2 separate regions of the Zea mays genome follow, and region 2 is linked to region 1. The links are chromatin contacts, called in public Hi-C maps. All regions are on one chromosome and are shown on one strand. The core of a region is the stretch at or near the end of the contact, and the rest is flanking DNA. Distances in the headings are between cores, read along the strand shown.

Region 1 (3,401 bases), core at 268-2,767:
CCGGAGCTTGATCTTCTTCTTGTGGGTGACGATGGCGGGAGGCTTCCTGTTAGGGTCGGCTGTCTGCGTGGCCTTGGTGTCGTCCGGCGCGAACAGCACGGCGTCGATGCCCTGCACGGAGATCCTCCCGTCGGTGTAGATGTCCGGGTCGAAGAGGTAGGCGGAGCCCTCGCCCTGGCCGAACTTGACGGAGCCGTCGGCCTCCCGCGCCACGACCTTGTGCGGCAGGCGCAGCGTGTCGTAGCGCACCTTGCCGAAGCGGCGCACGGCGTTGTACATGGACTCCTCGGTCTGGTACTCGGGGATCATGTGGTAGTAGAGGATGTTCTCGGGCGAGCCGGGCTCGCTGAGCTGGTCCGTGGTGAGGCGCGCCATGGCCTCGTCGTTGGGGGCGAGCACGGTGAGGACGTAGCCCTCGGAGACGAGGCGGCCCATCTCGGTGGCGAGGGAGGTGAGGTTGACGAGGATGTCGGCGAGCTCGTTGTAGCCGCCGTAGAGGAGCAGCGTCTGGATGAAGTCCTTGACCTGGCTGTGGCCGTCGAAGTGGTGCTTCCCGGAGCCCGGGCCAGGCGCCGGCGCGGGGGCGATGGAGGGGCCGGGCGCCATGGCGTCCCAGACCGGGAGCACGGGGGGCGCGCCGGGGGCCACCGGCGGCGCGGGCTTCTTGAGGCGGTGCGTCCTGGGGTCCACCTCGGGCGCGCCCGTGGGCAGCACGGCCGAGATCGCCGCGAGGCTGCGGCGGCGGTTGAAGTCCTCCTGCACGGAGCGCGGCACGAGGAGGCGCTCGATGCCGTGGATGACCCCGTCGGGCCTGAGCACGGCGTCCGGGCGCGTGACGGCGGCGTGGCCGACGCGCATGCCGGCGCCGAGCTCGACCTCCTCGCCGGACAGCGTGGGGTGGGACGCCGCGGGCCAGGAGTCGGAGGGCAGGCGCGAGGGGAGGACGTGGTAGAGCAGCAGCGCCTGCAGCGACCTGAGGTTGCGCGGCTCCAGCAGGAAGCGCTTGAACTCCGGGTCCAGGTCCCGCTCCAGCGCCTCGTTCCGCGGCGCGAAGATGGTGACGTTGTGCTTCCCGACGGCGTCCTCCAGCGTCTGCAGGAGCAGCGCCTTCTCCACCAGTTCCGCCAGCTCCGTGTAGTGCGAATCCAGCAGCGCCACCAGCACGGAGTTGGAGTTGACTCCGACCGCCGCTGCGCCGGTAGCGCCGGAGCCGGTGGCTGGCAATGTGGGTTCCTGCGGCGCCGTCTCCTCGGGCGCCGCCCCTGCCCCCACCAGGAGCAGGAGGAACAAGGCGAGGGCGCCGTGCACCGGCGCGCCCATGCCTGCGCGCGCGGCCTCTGCTCCCTGCGGATTGCCCTGCCTCCGCCGCCGCTCGGTGGGTGGTGCGTGCTGCGCTGCGGCGTCTAGCGCTCTTGTGCCTAGCTAGGTCGATTTGTTGGTTGGGGAAGACAGCGAGGGAGTAGTAGTAGCTAAATGGAGGTGGGTATTGTGAGCCTTTCTTTTGTGTGTGTGTGTTTTTTCCTGCTTTGTAGTATGGACTATGGAGAGAGAGAGAGAGAGAGAGAGAGAGCAGAGTGAGGCGTGCGACTGTGTGTGTGTGAGAGCTTGCTTATCAGTGAAGAGAGAGAGAGAGGATGGAGGACAGGTCGGGGAAGCAGAGCCAAAGCCAAGCTAGCCAGCCGACGGAAGGAGCGAGAGAGACGTGAGACGCGGTGTGGTGGGTGGGGACAGCGAGAGGGCACAGGCTGGCATGCGGGGCCGGACGGAGGGAAGTGTCGGTGTGCCCAGCTGCAGCGCACACAAGGTTCGCGTGTGCGTAAGCAGGAAAATGGCGAGAGTCGCGAGACGCAATGGTAAGGTGAAGGGCGTCGGGCCGTGTCTCTCTGCGGGCCAGGCAGCCCAGGTAGCCGCCGGAGAGCCCCCAGGCCGCATGCGGGCGGGTGGGCGGGCGCGGCAACCCCGCGGTTTTCGTCCCCGGCGCGCGAGCATTTCTGCCGTTTTCGGGCGCTTTTCACGGTGCCCGCCGCGTTTTTTCGAGCAGGCGATGAGTACCGTCGCCACGGATTTATGTGTCTGACTACTCATCAATACTCAGGTCGTTCGTCGGCGTATGAGATTTTGGGCTGAGAAGGCAGCGGTCAGAAGTTTTGCGCAGCATGTCTCCAAGCAAAACGCCGTCCGTCTTCCTGTAAGGCCTAAAAGGTGTATAGAAAAAAAATATAATAATAATAAAATAAAAATATGAGGTAATAAAATAGTAAACTTAAATTACATTTGAGTATGGGAATTTGAGGACTCAATTTTGGAAACCAAGAAATATTTTAGAAAAGAATTAATAGAAAAGATTCCTATCCAACTAAATAATTATGCATATCATCAAATAATGCACCATAATCCTTTATTTACATGAATAATAAATTTGAAGTAACTTTTACTCCCTATTTCACAAGCAAAATACTATTTTCCTAAAATGAAAGAAGGCAATATGAGTGTGCTTTATAGTTCAAACGTTTAGCAAACAAATAAATTAATTAGAATAAATATGTATACCTAATGTATCATGTTGGAGTTCATTCGATTGTGCATTGAATAATAACACTAGTACCAATAAAAAAATATAATAATGAATTGAGATTTGAATTGGAACCCAAATTAACATTGGGATTAAAAATAGAAGGAGAAAAATATTACACAATACAAAAAAAATTATAAATAAATAAATTTATTCTATAAGTAGTATGATCAAACTATACACCTAAATGTTGGGTACAGAATGCGCCACAAATGCTTGAATTCAAGTTTGAAATTCAAAAGGAGAATAATACAAAGGAAAACTAAAAACAGAAAAGGAAATAAACAAATCTGGCTGCGATTGGGCCGATTGTTCTTCAGTCGGCCCATTTCTCCCTCAGCCGTGCGGCCCAACAACCATCCAACTAGCCCACCAGCGCTTCCACAGCGCCAAGCCGCCAACCCCAGCCGCCATGCTGCTCGGGTGGATGACATTGGGTCCCGCTCGTCAGCCACCGTGTGTGTGCGCGCATCAGCCAGGAAGCTCGGGCTCGTTGTTCCGCTCCCGGACACTGACAGACGGGACCATGTTGTCAGCCGTTCCTTCTTCCCGGTGGGTGGATCTGAACAATCCCCGTCGAAATCGTTGGCCGCGCGTCCGCGAAACTCGGCTGTTGAATCGGGTCGCGCTAACGGTAACAGTCAGGGGATCTCCATGGATTTAGGTCGGGTGGTTGGCGCGATCTTGGGAATAAAATCGAGCCTCGACGCGCATCGGAACCTCGCCTCAGTCCACGTCTGGTGCCGTGACGCCGAGCCCTCCGAGTCCCGCCGGTGAGAAAGTGAGAGAGAGGGAGAGCCTCACCCCATTGCAAACCCACACCGAAATC
Region 2 (3,401 bases), core at 568-3,067, 240 kb after region 1:
CAAAGAATGACTGCTTGCATAGTTGCATAGCAGTCGTTGCCCCCATATAAAATAGGGAGACGTTAAAAAAACTTTTCTACAAGCGGCTGTGTAGCATACTTTCGTGTCCATCTAGCGATGATCATGTGGTTTGTCGATTTTAGGTTAATTATCTATTTAGATCATGTTAGAGCAGAAAGAAACAAACAACTATCGATCATTGATAGATAGAGCCTAAATCTTAAATCAGGCTACAAAGCCGCATCCCTACCACTAGCCGTAGAGAACTTTTTTTCCTGTGAAATAATGAAATTAGGAAAGCCTAGAGCCTCCGCACAGGTCGTTGTACGTGTTATTTGAAAACCGTCCTAACGTGGCGTTACAAATGTTGATCTTATCCCGTTTGTTTAGAGCAATAACCTAAATACAACAGGCTAGAAAAACTTACCGAGGGGGAAAAAATATATATATAACAACCTAATCTGCCGAACCAAGCAACCGAGGATAAATACACCAGAAAGAGATATCTCAACACCCTCGTGTCATGGCTGTACTGAACCGTTTTGCGTTCACTGTATCAAGTGGTCATCATCAATAGACGATGTGTGGACGAGGACAGATGTGCGGAAAGCACAGAGCTGAAATTAGCATAAACTAGACCGGCCTTGCTTTCGAACTTGATGCAGGATTCAGCACTAGTCATCAATCAGCGACAAGCCGTGTTAGGTACGGCGGCGCCACCATCGACCGATCCGTCGGCTTTAGGGCTATCTTTAGTCCAGCTTTTATAGGTTCAGAATTCAGAAATAAACTAGCTCCATTTTATAGTGGTAGTTCGTGATAAAAAAAAGAAGAGAACCTGGCCTAATCCAGTAATAACGTGCACAACCGTCGTCAACGCGGAGACCTGTCTGATGTCCGCGACGAATCATTGATCCACCCCGGAGAGGGGAGAAGCAACGAACGACAACCGGAGCGGCGGGCGACCACACGAGATGACTAAACACAGCAGTTTCCGCGCCGTTTCCGTCGCCGAACTGCTAAACTTGGGCCAATCATAGTATTTTTGCAGTTTTGAAACAATACTATATTATTTGATGTGATGATACTATAGTATTTGAGCTCAAAAGGTGTTTGGTTTGTATAGTCAAAACTCAGTTTTAAATACCATGGTTTACCCAAAACTGTGGTATTTTTGGAGTTTTCGAAACTCTACTCATGACCTCGGTTTTTTTCTCTTCTCTCTACATATACTTTGTTTTTTCAATAAAACCAAACAGATCTCGGTTTTGAACAATACTTTAGTTTTACTATGGTAAAGCAATACCGTAGTATTTTTGTCATGTACCATTGTAAACTATGGTATCTCAAAACAAAACTACAGTATTTCAAAATTGCATTTTCAAATTTGTTTACGAACATGTACGAACTACCTAACACTCGTCAGGTACTCGGAGTAGGAGTACGACTCGTGTCGTATTCCATTCCACCTGCAAATGGCCGGAAAAAACGATACGTGGCCAGATACTGTTTGCTGCCGCCGGCGACGTGAAATTCGCACCGGATTCTTTACCCCGCACGACTTTCCGCTGTTAGAGCTAGTTTGTAAGCTTTCTAAGGAATTTTTATTTTCTCAAGAAAAAATAAATTAATTTTTCTTAAAAAAATGAAAATCCCATAAAAAATTAGAATTCTCAAAATAGTCGTGGCCGTCCACACTGCACACACTACCAGCTCCGACTCCGTGCAGGTGCAGCCGCCCCTTTCCCCGGAATCGTCTATTCGATGTGCTCGTCTGACCTCCCTCCTCTCCTGCTGGCGCCCTCGCTTTGCTTCCAATGGGACGGAAAGGAAGGAAACGGTTTGTGTTTGGCGTAAACGGCGACGTGGAAAGCTCACCCGTATACTACAGTAGCAGAATAACGCAATGCGATGGAATCCATCTACTCTCACCAATGCCCAATCACATCTCGACTTGATGCTGCCACCTTTTCCTAATCCAGCTGCTCCAGCCTAGCTCACGTCGCTTCCAACAGACGCCACCAGCCACCGCGCCATCGTCTCAGTGTCACAGCAGGAAGCCGCGCTCCCGCCAGCCGTTAGCTGCTCCCAACAGCGGCGGGATCAGGGCTTGCGATTTGGCAGACGCGAGTCCCCCCACCCCCCCGGCCGCTTACTTCATGCCTCCATGGATCCGGTCGCGGACCCGTCGCCGTCGCGGCGGTCCCTGAAGCGGAGGCCGCCGGCGCGGTCGCCGGAGCTGTCGCCCAAGTCGGGTCCGGGGGCAGGAGAGGCGGCGGCGGAGGGGCTGATCCGGCGGGTAGAGGAGCTGGAGGCGGCGGCGGCGCGGCTGCGCGGGGAGAAGGAGGCGGCGGAGGACGCGGCGCGGGGCCTGCGGCAGGAGCTCGACGCCGAGCGGGCCTCCGCGGAGACGGCGGCCAGCGAGGCCATGCTCATGATCGAGCGCCTGCAGCGGGAGAAGGCCGCCGCGCAGATGGAGGCCCGCCAGTTCAAGCGCTACGCCGAGAGCCGCGAGGACAGGGAGCGCGAGGTCCAGGAGGAGCTCGCCTCGCTCTCCGACCTCGCCGCCTCCTACCACTCCCGCCTCCAGTCCCACGGCATCGACCCGGACTCCTTCACCGACGACGACGATGACGAGTCGTACTCGTACGAGGAGGTGGGCGCCGAAGACGTGGAGCAGATCGGCATGGCCGCGCTGCAGGTGGAGCGGAACGTTCGCGACTCGGGCAGTGGCATGGAGGTGAAAGCCATGGTCGTTGGCAATGACCGCGGGGAGGACGAGGAGGATGCCGACGCCGACGCCGACGACGCGGAGGAGCCGTCGTCCCCCGTGGAGAAGGAATTCGAGTATACGGTGGATGTTACCTGCGCGAGTACAACGAAGCCAGCTACGTCTGTGGTTGCACAGTACGTGGGGGACGGCAACTCGGGGGGGCTGTATGCAAGGGTCGAGGCGCTGGAGGCGGACAGGGCGGCCCTGCGGAGGGAGATCTTCGCTCTGCGGGCGGAGAGGGCACAGCTGGTGATGGCCAGGGAGATGGCGCGGCGGCTCTGCTGGGAGATGGTTGCTGAGCAGAGAGCCATTGTGAAGAAAGCGCTAGTGCCTGCGAGCAGTTTCTCAGTGATCAGGATATGCAAGGTACACATCTTGCTAACCCCATTGGTCATTGTCATCGAACTCTTTTCTGTTTAAATATCATCGATTTTGTTAGTTAAAGGTCCTATTTGGGCACATTTGGAGTATTCAGTCACATTGCAGGGATTCACCTGATAGAAAGGTTTTCCTGCTGTCTTTGGTAAAAATGAAATGTTGGCAAGTCTTTTCTGGACAAGAGAAGTAATTAGATCCTTACATTGCAGTGTCCTGAAATAGCCGCATAATTCGGTGATCTCTTGCTGTG

The links. A called contact is a pair of places that touch in the nucleus more often than the background predicts.
Region 2: a contact with region 1 is called in a Hi-C map of ear, with 2.3 times the contacts expected there. The contact joins the promoter of LOC100275635 here to the promoter of LOC100191430 in region 1. A contact is called at or near these places in 6 of 25 Hi-C or Micro-C datasets (ear, endosperm, leaf and 1 more).

What each region holds. Positions count from the first base shown.
Region 1 is chr1:292,773,136-292,776,536 of Zm-B73-REFERENCE-NAM-5.0, forward strand. LOC100191430 reads right to left here and starts at 1,518. Exons shown (of 2, transcript NM_001136863.1): 1 at 1-1,518. The coding sequence starts at 1,320.
Region 2 is chr1:293,014,365-293,017,765 of Zm-B73-REFERENCE-NAM-5.0, forward strand. LOC100275635 reads left to right here and starts at 1,818. Exons shown (of 3, transcript NM_001149682.2): 1 at 1,818-3,139. The coding sequence starts at 2,168.